2 separate regions of the Mus musculus genome follow, and region 1 is linked to region 2. The links are chromatin contacts, called in public Hi-C maps. All regions are on one chromosome and are shown on one strand. Each heading gives the region's core, a stretch centred on a gene start, on an enhancer-like site or on the middle of the called end of the contact. The rest is flanking DNA. Distances are from core to core; before and after follow the strand shown. Region 1 has its middle 46 kb from the start of Kalrn. Region 2 overlaps Kalrn (kalirin, RhoGEF kinase).

Region 1 (7,285 bases), core at 2,892-5,391, 170 kb after region 2:
CTCCAGAAAACATGGCAGAAAGATCCTAATACCACCTAGCACCTCGCTCCTGTACCCTGCTTTCCCCATTCTCTGCCTACTCTCAATTCTACTGGGAGCACTAACGCTGTGTATGGGACATGCACTTGGTATGCTCAACTTTGATTCTGGCCTCAGAGACAGAAAGGGACTTTCCCAAACAGATCAATATCAACACCAGTCTCCTGACACCCAGCCTACACCTGGATCCAACCACCAAACACCAACACTTACTGATTCCAGTGAGGCAGGGTCTCCCTCTAAGGGTCCAGGCTGGTTTACACTTGCCCCTTCCTGCCCAAGTGCTGGGACTACAAACATGTCTTGCCCTGGCCAGCATGGCAGCTTTATTCTCAATCTAGATTTGCCTGGCCTGGCCTAATTTGCCAATCTTCTAGTTCCTGCATTCTTCTCAGGGGGCAGAGCTGCCCTCAGCCTAATAATAAAAATAATAATGATAACAATAATGATAACAACAACAATAATGCACTGTTTGAACTCCAGAGACCTGAAACGAGAGCAGTACATGAGACACAAAGTTTTCTGTGTTAAAATAGGAAAAACCACTTTAGCTTATAACAACAGTGAGAAAACAGCTCCTCCAAAGAAGAAAAGTCCAGCCTGACGTTGGAGTTCACTGTCTATTAGGCACTAACATCATTTGAAAGAAAAAGGCTCACTGGATCTGGTTATTTTGGAAAGTTTAAATGGCTTGGAAGTCAAATCCTAGCAAGGTACAGGGAAAACCAGACCCAGTACAGGCTCCTACCTTAATGTTAGTCAGACTTATGAGTCCCAAACACAGCCTCTCAGAAAGCAGTTCTCTGTGGCCAGCTTAGTATGGAGTCCATCACCACTCCATCCTTCCCATGATCAAGAGCTCCCTGAACATAGACCGTGCATGCCTATCTGTTCACAGCACAGACTATGTACCAAGCACTCACTAAATTCTTGCTGTAAGAATGAATGTCAGCATACCCTTGTATGCTTATATGCATGTAAGGACAAGCATGTGTATACAAGCACATACATGTACATAGAACTTCCTATAGCTATGCAGTCAGTAAGTTAGAAGCATAATTTCTCAACCCTTGTTTTTCCAAATCATATTTAACTTGGGTAATACTTTTGAAAATGTTATATACTTTCCTCTTTTGCATATCCTTACATATATTTAACCTCCCCCATGCTCTACCAGAAGCATTTATTTGCCTTGGGGAAGTTCAGGATAGTTATAGCAGCAGGCAGAAAGAAAATGCCAGTGCTCAGCTGTTGCTATCTGGGGTAGGATTTTTTTAGTATGCAGCTTGAATACCTAAGCCCCCCGTGAGCATATCGGGAGCCAGCCTGGGTGGACTGGCAGGGAGGATGCCTTGGACCAGAAGTAACCAGTGCTGAGGATGCAACATGGAGGGGCTGTTGCCATGAGGAAAGCAGGAGAACCCTCCTTCAACATTGGGGGAATGTGGGAAAATTTAGTCTAGAGCACACAGTAGGGCCTCAGCCATGTGTTACTTAAATATCCCATCTCAAGTCTAGCCAGGTTTGAAGGAAGGTAGTTTTAGGAATAGTCCAATAGGTCAAACAGTATCTAACAACTCAAGGATCGACAATCCCTTCCCCTCTCCAAATAAAAATAAAATAAAAATAAAACAAAACAAAAACGGCCCACTTCAGGCTCCAGAGTAGAGTTTCTATTTTCTTCTCGTCTCCTCACAGTTGGCACTAAGCAACCCCAGGCATCCACAAATCTGTTTCTTAGTGTCTTAGTGGACCAGAGAAAGGCTGCTCTGGGCTCTGGTCTAAGCGTCTGCAATGTACCAAGACTTTGACTCCATAGGCAAACTGTGAGGAATTCAATTTTAGTGCCATCTATCAACTCCATACTCAGACCTTGGTGACACCAGAGATCAGACTGGATCAGCTCCACACAGAGAGCAGGAAATGTCCACAAGCATTCCGTGCTCCGGCCTCATCCTTTCCCTGCCCCCACCACTACCAGCAGGACTCCACAGAGCACCTCTGCAGACGCAGACCCTGTTCTGGAGAGCAGTGACAAATGGGCAGGGGGTGGGGAATCTAGGCAAGCGAGCAGGTAAATCTTAACAAAGCATTAATCCAAACCAGACCAATCAAGAAGACTGCTATAAAGCGCCACTATAAAACAAACAAAACCTGGGTACAGACATATGAATTAGCCCCACTTTCATAAGTATCATGAGGTATGTTTTCTTTGCATATAATACCAAGTTAAGTGTGCAACTAAGTCACATTGCTGCCCAGTGGAAAGAAACCCCTAGCGGCTCTCAGCAGGCAGACCGGCTACTCTCTCCTGTGAGCGTTTCTTGCAAAAGCACATATCACAAACATATCACGAAACGTTTCACTCCAACTCTGCTGCTGCCAATTTCCTACCAGACATGAAAAAAATGCAGTCCTTGAGTTTAGAACGAGCTGTTGCGCCTACCCAAGTCCCCTAGCTCAGCTTTCAACCACACTCAAAACCAGAGGAGACCCCAGAGAAGAACTGACAAAAACCCCTTCTCACACAGTCAGCGGTTTTGTTTTCTCAAAGCACTTTCCTTCTACCCTCTCAGTTTATCTCACACCATTCCCATGAGGTATGGCAGGGAAGCACGTTGACCTCTTTCTTCAAATGGGGAAAGAGAGGTCCCATCTGTAAAAACAGGAATATGACCTGGCTTGGCCAATTCACAGAGCTCTTTAGTGGTGGGGAAGAGTGGAAACCAAGGCCTTCTGGATCGCATCCTTGGGTGATCATAACCAAGGGCAGACAACTGCATTTGCATGCACACTCTACAGTATCAGAGTTATCGTGCGCTGGCTGAAGCTCAGAACGCATGTGGCTTTGAGGGGCTGGTTTGGACCCAAAATCCAGCTCTTAATTCACTTGATGTACACGGTAAAAGAGGCCAAAAGGAGGTTCCACTGGTAGTCTAAATGTCACTGACAAAGCATCCTTAGACATTCCACAGGAAGTTATCTTTAGTCAACAAGGACAGGCTGTTCCCCTCTCTCCTGAGGATAAAAGCAGAAAAAAAAATCTAGAACCCACAGTTGTCCTAGTCACCTTTGAAAAGGATCAGAGAGAGGGGGAAGGGGGGGAGAAGAAAAAAGATGAGTGGCCCTTCTTGTATGATTTGAACTAAACAGTGTCCTAGAAAGGAAAAAAAAAAAAAAAAACCTAGTCCTATTCCATGGAAAATCTTGGTTATAAATGTCTATCCTTAGGAGAAAGGCAAATAAAATGTGGCACACAACAAAGTGTAACATAGCTCTTAAAAGGAAGGAAGCAGAGATGGGTGTGCTGACAAGGAAAGGCTGCCCCTGATTGTAAAGTGATTAAAAACAACTTGCAAAGTAGCACACATAGCATGATTCTTTTTTTTTTTTTGTCACATAAAAGAGAGCTGCACATTTATGTAAACACATATTTATATAGGCAGTAGGCATATCTATCTGTTAAATTCATCAAAATATGGGGGAGGAATAATATCTTCTGTGCAAATATATATATAGATATTATCATACAAAGTATCAATGTCTTTACCCTTCCACACAACTGAAGAACCTTCTGTTTTCCTATCCTCACACGAAGGTTATTTGGCCTATGACAGCCTTACTTTGTACAATGAGATACACGGGTACTTGTGTATTTTACATTTAAAGTAAGGGGAAAAAATGACTCAGTTCACAAAGAGTCTAACCATCGCTTCAGCATTTGTTTCTCATCTTAAGTCAATAACCAAAAGCAAGTCATGGACATAAAGGACAGAAGGGAACGTGTCAAGTTATCAGACAAGGATTCTCTGGGCAGTTGGGATTACAGTAGCTTTTGTATCCTTCACACTTGACGTTCTCAATCCACTACACTAAGCAGCATTATAACAGCCCTGAGATAGGAAAAGCTAAGTGTTCTGTAAAAGGATACCTTAAAACCATCTTTCTTTGTCTTCCTATTTAAATGTGTTTAACTTAGTGGCAATAAAAACATATCATGTGGATCAAGGCATGTGGAAATTCCCTTTCTGGTTGGTCCCTGGCCACTTCCCCCTCCCCCCAAGACCAAAAGATATTCAAGGAAAAGAAGCATGAGCTGTCGTGTTTAGCAGTTCTCACAGCATCCAGCATGCCCGCCATCCCCTCAGTACTGACTAGAAGACATAGTTGCACATTTGCACTTTCCTACTGGGGTTTTCCAAAAACAAACCAAACAAGCAAAAAAAAAAAAAAAAAAAAAGAAAGAAAGAAAAAAAAAGAAAGAAAGAAAGAAAAGAAAACCCACCCAGAATGCATCTCTATCTACTTTTCCAGTGCTTATGAAATATGTGGGTATTTATAATCAAGTGTTCCAAAGGATCCCCTCTGACTAATTCAGACTCAACAAATAGCTGCATTCCACAGTGTTGATTTTACAAGTCTCTTTGTTTAAGGTAGAATTGCCTGTCCACAAAAATTATTTTTATTTCCTTCACACAGCATTGAGTAACTCCCAAATGGCATACACACCAATAATTAGCTTTTGTAAGAAAAGAAAAATCAGGCCAACAAATAATAGTTAAGCAACTATTATATGTGAGGCACTGAGCTGGGTAATGAAAATATAGAAAAGTCCAAAGCAAAATAAATGTATATACAGTACAGCTGCTGCATACGGACGTGCACATTGTCCAAGCCAAGGCCTCCGGGTGGTCTTGGGGCCATCGGTTTCTATAAGGATTTGTGACAGTGCTGGTGTCCAAACAAGGATATGTACCTTATTTCCACTCCAGACTCAGTGTCCAGGACACCAGCCAGAGACATCTGAGTCCTATTTTTATTCCCAACCTAGAACCCACAGGCTGGAAAGCAATGCAGAACGCTGGCATGCTGGTCTGCTCTGACATCACTGCAGAGATCATCTGTTTATGCAATTGCCATTCATTCTCCAGAGATTATGTGCAGTCTGCTCTTCTCTCCCCAAGCTCCCAGCAGCTCTCCGAGCTTCATCTTGGTGCTCGTGCACCAAGGCAACTCAGGTCAGCTTAATAACAGCTCTAGCTTCTGACTAAGAGACCACCTAGACTCCCACATATCCACAGAAGCAGTCAGCATCCCTTTCAGAATTAGCCCCAGGAATCTCAGGATACTCTTTCCATGACATTCTATCTCTTAACATGTTCAGTTTCTACTGCTGTCTCCAAGGTTTTCTACAAAACAAAACAAAAACAAACAAACAAACAAACAAACAAACAAAAACCACAACCTCACTAGACCTGATAACCCACTAAAATACTTGGCTAAAGTTTAATATATGTGCATAAAATCACACAAATAAATCTAAATTTTCATGCACCTGTAACAAAACAAAAAACAAAAAAACAAAGAGTACTAGCAAATGTGCAAAGATGTCCTTTTGCTACCATTTAATTTGTCTCTTTGCTTTCTCCACCAAACTCCCTGAATGGCTGTCTGTAGTCTCTGTGTTCATTTTTTTACCACTGAACCGGGGTGACCCCATGACTCCTCTCCACATACATCCTGGTGGGGCTGCTAATCCTTTGCATTTTCACCACATGATGCACCATCATCCTAGAAAATCATTCTGGTCCGACACTTGGTCAAGCATCTCCTTAGACTGCAGTATCTGAGCAAGTGCTGTGCCTGTGCCACTGGGACACTGAGAAGGGGCTGGGAATCCTGGGCTTTCCCTCTGATCTAAAGCTGTGGCTTTATTCCAATGGAACATCTTCAATAGCCACCATCCCGACAGGGAGTCTGGCCAATCTCTTTCTCCAACTGTTGGTGATCAGTTCCTCCTTGCTCATACCCTCCCTTCCCGAACAGTAAGTAGACAGGGATGGAAATCCCACAGGAACTGTAGACCCCTCCCTCTCAGCCCCCTTTGTCATTTCCAATTAACCATCTGCCAGACTCCAGGACCCCCTCTAGGCTCACTGTCCAGCTGCCAACTCGACTGTGCCTGCTACCCCCACCCCGTGATGCTCATTGTCCCTGAATTGTGGGGTAAGAGTGTAGAAGGTGAGATTTTAACCACAGCCCTCATCCCTGCCTGTTGTGCCTGAAATAAATGCAACTCCAAGCTTAAAAGTCACATCCCTACCTAAGTTTGCACAGTAAAGGAAGGAAAGAAGAGAGAGGGGTGAATGGAAGGAAGAAGGTAGGGAAAGAAGGAGAGAAAGAGGAAAGGAGAGAGGGGGAAGAAGGGAGGGAGAGAGAGAAGGAGGGGCCTCCTGAATGTCACATTTTTCATAATTTAGAATATAAAAGGTTCATCTAACCAGCAATAAATAATGCTATATATGTATTATATATGTACATACACATATATAATATATATATAATATAGCCATGCTAGTCATACATATAACCATATTATACTGCTAGCAATGTAAGCTATATGGCTATTTATAATATGAATGTAACTGTCAAATGCTCTGTATATCCATAAACACCAAGCAGTCTTGAGAGGAAAGGACTTTTAATACTCATCTTATGTTTAAAGAAACCAGAATTCCGAAGTTACAATTCACACAGTCTCATGATTACTAAGTTCCTGTTCAGCTGAGAAATTCTGCTTCTGGGACTGGCCCATACCTCAGGAAACCCTATCTCCTTCTGCTCCCAGGGAGAGAAACCTGGTCTCCCTCTGGTTAGTAACAGCACCCAGATTTCTACTCTGATTGGCTATTTAGGACCACTGAGGATCCTTTGATGAAATGGAGTGTTTTTCTTAATGACAGTCCAAGTTTGTCTCTATGACAGACTTAGAGGGAACACTTTAGGGACACCAACTAAGATGTGGCATCTTCTTCCTTGTGTGTACAGTATGACTATGATCCCTCTGTACCAGCTGTGATTGGTGCCATCTCCTGGTGGCCAGGGCTCAACCCCTCTACAAGAAGCTGCCCAGAGACCTAGCCTGAGCCAAATCCCATTGTACTCTCCTCAGTCCACCTTGCTCTAGCACGTGCCTTCTGGTTTTCCATAGAAGGTGATTCTTCAGAGCCCACTAGCCTGGAGCAGATCCACTTCAGGAAAGCTAATTGTGGCTCTCCAGGCCTTGCTTCCCAGCTTTTCTACCCAAAGGCCTCAGAGGGTTACTTCATCTGGACCACACACTTCAAAGATTGCACATCCCTGACCCCTGACAAGAGAGATTCTGCAGGAGTTGTTCATCAGGCAGCCTGTGTCCTTGGGTCCTGGCTAACCAGTAATTTTACTGAGGTCTACCTTCCATCTGGTC
Region 2 (7,627 bases), core at 4,110-6,609:
TCTGCCTAATTTACTAATTATCCCATAAAATGAAAGTTCTGAAAGCCCGAGGCACTTTGTCTTATCTTCCACAGCCAACTTGCCCAAGGCACCCACGGTGCTAGGAGACCAAGAGCTCCGAGTGAGTACCGATGCCACAGTCGGGAGGGTCACGGCCCAGGTGAGCTCTGTAGCATCCTGGAGAGCCGCTTACATCCGGTGTCAGCCCAATCCCTAATTACATATCTAAAATGCCATACACATTTGCTGAGACTGTTCTTCAGGGCTCTTCTGGCTCTTGCATCCTAACTAGTCAAAAGTTCTTCCTTTCCTTTTCAACGACGTAAACCATGTCTACGGCACACCCTCTACCAGCTACCTCTAGTGTGTTTCCCAACCTTCCTTTCATTATCATCACCCTTTGACCTGGAAGAGCCATTTAATCTCATTTAATCAGCAAAGCCTAATATCGTGCATGTATCGCATGTCTGTCTTATGTCTGTGTGTGTTACTAATATATACAAAGTGAGACTCACTTGCTGCCCCTGGTAACCAATCTTTAGCAATATTACCCTGCTTGTAATGGGACTGACATTGATCCATGCGTTACTTCCAGATTAGGTTATTTGTCCCCAGATCCAAGGGCCACTCATATAGCCAGAGACTCTGAAAGTAGCCATCATGTAAGCCAAAATGGGATAGCCAGAAGTTTTTATGAAAGTAAACAGCAGCTTCTCCATTTTTCCAGGCCAAGCCAAGCCATCTCCTGCTACAGGCTCTACCCCAGTCCTAGCAGTCAGGGTACCTCTACCCACCTCTACCCACAGTTACCACTTCCAGGTGACTCCCAGCAAGAACATCGGGGATGTAGTCAACAATGGCTGGTGATGTTTCAGGAACAATCAGAACCCAATCCAAGGGCCTCTGGCAGGCTCAGTGGCTGTCTCAGCTCACTGGCATCAGCTCCCTCTCCCGGCAGACAGCTCCCTTTCACCTTACCTTGGCACGCTGGCCAAATACGTCACAAGTTTCCGTAGGTCTTCCTGTCTTATTCTGTCATGATTGCTTCGGGCAGGGAAGGTCAGGATGGGTCCACCTCGCTTGTCACGCCCCCCTGGAGGGAATGAGAGTAGGTAGTTTAAGAAAAGCATTGGGAAGGTCAACTACAGATGAAAAAGAGTGTTACTTAGTGTCAAAAGAAGAGACAGCAAGTGCTTGAGAAACTGGCCACTGCTTTTCAGCTGGTGGGAGCTACATGCAGGTAAGGTGTATGACTTTGGGCAAGTCTCTTTAGAGTTCTGCTGCCTTGTCTAGAGACTCTAAAATGTGATAGTAGGCACACTGCAGAGTTATTGCAAAGACTTCCCAAATAGCAGAGGGCACACTGAAAAGAAGTGCCCTCGGCACATGTGAGATGATAAGAAGATGGTTGTAGCTGTTCTTGTTGAGAAAACAAGTTGGGCAAAAGTGCTTTGCCTTGGAAATTTAACCTCCAGTCACTTCTCTGTGGACTCCAGGGGTGTGCCATTATTCTCCAGGAGCTGATGACACGAGAGGCCTCAGAACATCCCTCAAGACGGCATTGCCAGACTCGGTAAGATAACACTGAGGGTTCTCCACAAAGCCCAGAGGCCAGCTCTACCCACTGGCTGCCTGAGGTGCCATGCATCCCATCCAATGAAGAAGCACATGAGTCTCATTAAAAGCATGTACACTTAGGGTCTTACTAAAAACTACTACTAAAAACTACATGGAAAAAAATAGCTGGGAGGAGCAAACCAGAATGGTGACCACTGTTTTTACTAGGACAGGATTCAAGGTGGCTATGGTTATGTCCTCTGTTTTCCCCACATTCTCTCTGCTCTTATTGTATAATGTTAAAATTCATTCATTAACAGACACTAAAATTGCAAAGCAGACCAATTTTCTCAGGGTGTTGGATGGGGTTGAAGCTGAAGGGTTGTGACTATGTAGCACACTGTAGCACACTGACTCTCTACCAAACAAAGGCCACCCACCCATCTCTGTATCATGATAACAGTGCTCACCGGCATCTCAAGAAGTCACTGACATATCCACAGTGAACACTGAAAGGGGATTTAATGGGAGAAAGATAGGGATGCACAGCCATAGTACCATAGCAACCTAGGGATGCACGGCCATAGTACCATAGCAACCTAGGGATGCACGGCCATAGTACCATAGCAACCTAGGGATGCACGGCCATAGTACCATAGCAACCTAGGGATGCATGGCCAGAGTACCATAGCAACCTAGGGATGCATGGCCATAGTACCATAGCAACCTAGGGATGCATGGCCATAGTACCATAGCAACCTAGGGATGCATGGCCAGAGTACCATAGCAACCTAGGGATGCACGGCCATAGTACCATAGTAACCTAGGGATGCACGGCCATAGTACCATAGCAACCTAGGGATGCATGGCCAGAGTACCATAGCAACCTAGGGATGCATGGCCAGAGTACCATAGCAACCCTAGAAAGAAGCTCACTATCTCCACATGACTGAGCAGCCCAGGCCCTGCCCACGTGTGAGCTCAAGTGGAATGCTTCCTTCTGATCACAGAGCACACAGGTGTTTTGTGTGTGTGTGTGTGGGGGGCTTGGTAAACAGTGACTCCAGACTACCACAAAGGAAAAGGAGGCTGCAGAGGAAGGACACCAGGTAGGTGACTCCATGAACAAAGTGCCTACTGCACACGGGTGAGGATGTAAGTTTAGATTCCCCAGCACCCACATAAAATACGGACATGAAGGTGTGCATCTATGACCCCTGTATTTGGGAGACAGAGAAAGGGAGAGCCTCAGAGCATGATGGCCAGCTCATGTAGCCAATCAGTGAGCTAGTTGAGATAAAAGCCCATGGTTCAAAAGATGAGGTAGAAACACTCAGTGTTGACCTCTGGCCTCTGTACATGCATTCCTAAGCACCAAGACATACATGCATGTACTTTCACATGCATGAATTCACACACACACACACACACACACACACACTCACACATACACACATCCCACTACCACCACCACTGGTGGGGGAGGCTGCTGGCAAGAGAGGATTAAGCAAAATCAAGCCACTGAGCATGGTTAGCATCCAGTTCTCTCTCCACCCCAGCAAAGTGGATTTGTGCAGATACAGAGTTGAGCCCCAGGCTTCCCAACTCCAGACTTTTCATATTCTCAGTCCTAGCTCTCTGCACTGACATCCGCCTTCATCTCATCTTCCTTGGAAGAGAGAGGTCCTTATCTTCCAACTGTGATCTACATGCAACATGAAGAAAGGAAACAGAGGGGTTAAACAGACAGGTTCTCAGAAGCTAGAAGGCTCTGAGACATCCTTCTCTGCTAGCCTTGATCTGAGCGCCCTAAGCACTTTCATTCTTGGAGGTAGGTGTGTGTGTGTGCACATGCACACATGCGCATGCACATGCCTGTCTGTCTGTCTGTCTGTCTGTCTGTGTGTCTGTCACAACTGCTAACTTTCTCCATGACCTTCCACAGATACCATATAAGTAGGGCTATGGGACCGTGGGAGCAGAGACTTTAAAGGGCAGAGGGTGAGCAGTGGCATGGAGGGTTGGTTGGTAAGAGTTACAGAATCGCACCCAGCTGGAGGTAAGGTTCTGAGAAGGTAGGGAGCCTCCAAAGGTCAGAAATGGCCTCTTTTCATCTCCAAAGGTGTCTCTTTTGTGTGAATCAAGAGGTCAGAAAAGGGGGCAGGATCAAACTTGTCCTCTTCAGAATAGAAAAAAAAAAAAGCAAGAATAATGAGGAAGAGGAAGTATAGAGGAAGAGCAGCATTATGCTGGAAAGCTGGGGGCAATGGATGGAACAAGGCCTCACAGTGGGTACAAAATGAAGGACCTAGCACTCAGGTGATAGAGCGTGCCAGTCCCTCTAAGGCAGGCTGCAGAACGCAGGAGGGAGAAGAAAATAAATTCATGAAGAAGGACAGATAAGCCTGCCTCAGAGCAAAAGAAGAGACCAACACAACCTTTCAAGATCAAGGTAGACTTTAGCTAATGAGGACAAGGCCATAGAACCATGGCCAGTAGAAAGCATCCCATAGGAATGGAGACGACAGAGCTTTAAAGATAGATGCTGAGAGACAGCCTCTGCTCTGGGCCCCATTCTGTGATGGCAGAATAGAACTGTCGAAGGCTGTGCGTGAGGAGGAGCTGGTGAGGGTGAGAATTGCTCTACTGCATCAGGTGATCCCAGGGAAGACGGATCCCCTGCCATCTATCCTCTGTCAACCAATAGGAGTGAACAGAAAGGGCCAAGGGCAGGAGAACAAGACTACAGATGATACAGCAGAGGTCGAAATCATGGCTAATCACAGTAGAAACAGGAATAGACTCTGGTGTCCAGGCTGAGCATCCATTAAGGTGGACCACTGATAACCAAGATGGATACTGACATTAGAAGATCAGCAGAGATGAAGCATGAAGCTCCAAGGCTAAAGTTGCTGTGCACAGGAGAGAGGAAACACAGACACATTTAGAGCATCACAGATGCATGATCTTTAATAAAACCATTGACTTGTGCAACAAGTTCTTGCCCTTTGCCTACCTGTGAAGGCTTTGGTAGAAGGAGCTGTAGAATAAGGAGGATGCAGAGAATGGGAGGGGGCTGCGTATTTTAGAAATGTCAGTGGCTCTCCTTCTGTGCAGACAGGAAAGCAGAGCTGGGGAAGGAGGAAGGCCCAGAGTGAGAGACGTTGATGTTTCATTGACTGAAGTAGGGAGGACTCACACTCTCAGGAGGCAGCAGGCTCCAGTTAGGATAGCAGATGGAAGGAGCGTGGGAGGGAGACACATCTCAGGAAGCGTACCAAAAGTCGGATCCACATACAATAGCTCTGCACCACGATTTTAATGGATTCACACAAGGTTTTTCCAAAGGGAATGAGGTGATTTTGTAGTTGGAAATGCCATGTTAGACTAGATAAAGTTGGTTATTGTAGGATTTTACAGAGCCTTAAAATGTTAATGTGCTTTGATGGATGGTCCAAGTCGAGGGTGGGAGGGAGGATTTTAATATCCAGCAATCCCCAAACTTCTTTCCTCATTTGCAAAGATCATCTTATGGAATATACTTTGAAACCCTGAGGCCCAGAGTACAAAAGGTTGTCCCTGGTAGCATGGAGCATCTCCAGAAGGTGGCCAAAGGCAGGGTGTAAGCAAGTGACAATCCTAGGGATGCGGTAGGTCCCTCACAGGAGGGCTGGGCAGAAAGAAGGGATGGAGGTGCTGTGAGTGGGAGGCCAGAACCCCACAGCTGTGAGCCATGGAGCAGGATGGGTCAGCTAGGACAACAGAGACACACCAAGGGACAGAAAAAGCCACTGTCACACACACCCACATGCCTGCATACACAAGTGGTTGGGCTGTCCTGGAGTAGTCCAGATGTCCGTTGTCATGGTAACATGCTTTGTTTTACCTGGTCAAAGCTGAGATGCTGGCAGAGGAGGGCAGGCACAGCAAATGGTCCATTTCTCTACCTACTGTGCTCCTGGCTTTGCTCTCAGAAGGAAATGTGACTGCATTATTTAACTTAGGATTTCTCTGCTTGGTTCTATTTTTGTGTTATGTTTCCTGACTCAGCGTGTATAGAATATGGGAAATCAGCTTTTGTTTTCCTTATTAGGTGCAGTCAGTCATTATCTTCCAACCACCTCCAGTGCCCTTCTCAGGCACAGAGGGCAATGTTCCCTAAGCTCAGAAGCTCCTGACCGGGCAAGCATAGATGAGTCAGGCTTGGCTCATTCAGGAACACAGCAGCGAGTGGCTCAGTGCCAGTCCCTACCTGCTTCATCCCTGACTGCCTTCCTGTCAAACTACTCCATGAGTTCAATAAGGACAACTCCCCCTCTTAGTGGGCTTTCCCAGGCGTGGTTGGCCCCATTCACATCCAACTGGCCTACACAGGAAAACCAAGCCACCAACAGTGACACAAGTGTCCCCATGTCGGAACATACAATGTCTGTCTTCGTAGTTCCTGAATGGATGCTAAACAAGATGGTGTCAGAGGAGAGGCTAGGTCTGAAAGAGCCTCTGGAGGAGGGGAAGCAGGAGAGGAGAAGAGAGGCTCAAGCTGGCAGGGATGGGAAAGCCTGAGAAAAAAAACATCTGGCATGAGATAACAGGGGCATCAGCAGGACACCCAAGTGATAACAAGGACGCCGTCTTAACAAAGGGCCATAAAACAGAAGCAAGTGGGTTGTAAACCTGTACTAGGAATCGAGACTGTGGGGTCCAAGGCAAACTGATGCACAGAGACCACCAGGGCTTCCACACAGGGTCTTGCCACAATTCAGTAGGCACTCCAAATCCTAGTTTACTTTGTCACATACATGCCTCTATGCTGGAATCACACCAGAGGATCCTCTCAAAGGCTGTTCTACTAGGCCTCTACACCTTTAATGACAAGGGCTCACTACTTAGCACAAATAGGCCAAAGCAGCTTTTGGATCTCAGTTGTCTTAACAGAAACAACTGTGAGAAAATACCAGTCCACCCACTGCCACAGAATGCACACAGTGTCCAACAAAGGCTCCTGTGCACCTAGCACATGCCTGCCTCCCCCACTGCTACAGATCACATACAGCATCTTACAAGGGCTCCTGTGCACCTAGCACATGCCTGCCTCCCCCACTGCTACAGATCACATACAGCATCTTACAAGGGCTCCTGTGTACCTAGCACATGCCTGCCTCCCCACCCATACCACACTGACTTGCTGGCCTCCCTTCTCAGGTAAGGTAGAGACAGCTATGGTTTCCCTTCCCACAGAGGACCTCCCCTCCTTTCCTTTTCTTCTGCTGCACATCAGCAGAGCCAGCAGTGCCTATGGAGTGAGTTACTATACTATGGAAGCAAGCTCCCTCATGGCCCGTGGCTCCAAGGACCATCATTCAGACAAAAAAAAAAAAAAAAAAAAAAAAAAAAAAAAAAAAAAAACAAAAAAACAAAAAAAAACGCTACCCAGAGACAAAGACTCTATCAACAAGGTGTATGCCAGGGTTATTCTCTATACAGCTCCCACTGTCAGCACCCAGCCCGGGCTCAGGATCTGCCAAGTTCTGACCAAGAAGGAATCCAATTCAGCCACCAAATTTGTAATATCATGGGAAAAATACATTCTACCTAGTAGAACATACATGGCTAGGTCCAAGTAGACTGTTAACAAGAAACAGTAGTTGGCCTAATACCCAAATTAGATGTTTTGCTAAGAAAAGAAATGAGAAACCAAAAACAAACAAACCAAAAATAAAAAAGCCAACAACCATAACAAACCAAACAACAACAACAACAAACCCCTCCTGTTTGTGACCCACTAAGAAACAACATGAAGCCCTAGGGAACCCCTGGGGTGGATACGCTCTTCCTACCGGAACCTCTCACGGAGAGAGCCCCACCAGCCCTGGCCGAGAGAGCAAATCAGGCTGCAGTGTTGTCAGGTGTGTGGTGGACCTGCCTGTTGTTGCAAGTGTCCTCCAGACTCTCCAGGTGATGTCAGGGCCCCCTTCCCTCTGCCTGTCACTGGAGGGAGGAAGCAGCCATGAAAGCCTAACTGCTAATGTGTCTCCTCTTATAGGACAGTGAGTGATCGTGCGCGCGCGCG

Evidence for each region. A called contact is a pair of places that touch in the nucleus more often than the background predicts.
Region 1: a contact with region 2 is called in a Hi-C map of cortical neurons, with 1.7 times the contacts expected there. The contact joins two enhancer-like sites. A contact is called at or near these places in 4 of 39 promoter capture datasets (3T3-L1-derived adipocytes, hippocampal neurons, maxillary cranial neural crest and 1 more), 5 of 484 Hi-C or Micro-C datasets (the N1E-115 cell line, cortical neurons, embryonic fibroblasts and 2 more), 11 of 115 datasets of contacts at active chromatin or transcription factors (astrocytes, cardiomyocytes, craniofacial prominence and 8 more) and 3 of 9 other capture datasets (adipose tissue, liver and pancreatic islet).

The regions. Positions count from the first base shown.
Region 1 is chr16:34,556,105-34,563,389 of GRCm38.p6, forward strand. It overlaps a transcript of Kalrn not described here. Among named protein-coding and RNA genes, the nearest start is that of Kalrn, 46 kb to the left of the region's middle. Within about 2 kb of position 4,142, at least 22 of the 459 cell types and tissues checked have an H3K27ac peak or open chromatin away from gene starts, as enhancers often do. A contact at or near this core is called in cortical neurons, where this site is marked.
Region 2 is chr16:34,384,307-34,391,933 of GRCm38.p6, forward strand. Kalrn (kalirin, RhoGEF kinase) reads right to left here. Exons shown (of 60, transcript NM_177357.3): 3 at 979-1,093. Among named protein-coding and RNA genes, the nearest start is that of Kalrn, 130 kb to the right of the region's middle. Within about 2 kb of position 5,360, at least 37 of the 459 cell types and tissues checked have an H3K27ac peak or open chromatin away from gene starts, as enhancers often do. A contact at or near this core is called in cortical neurons, where this site is marked.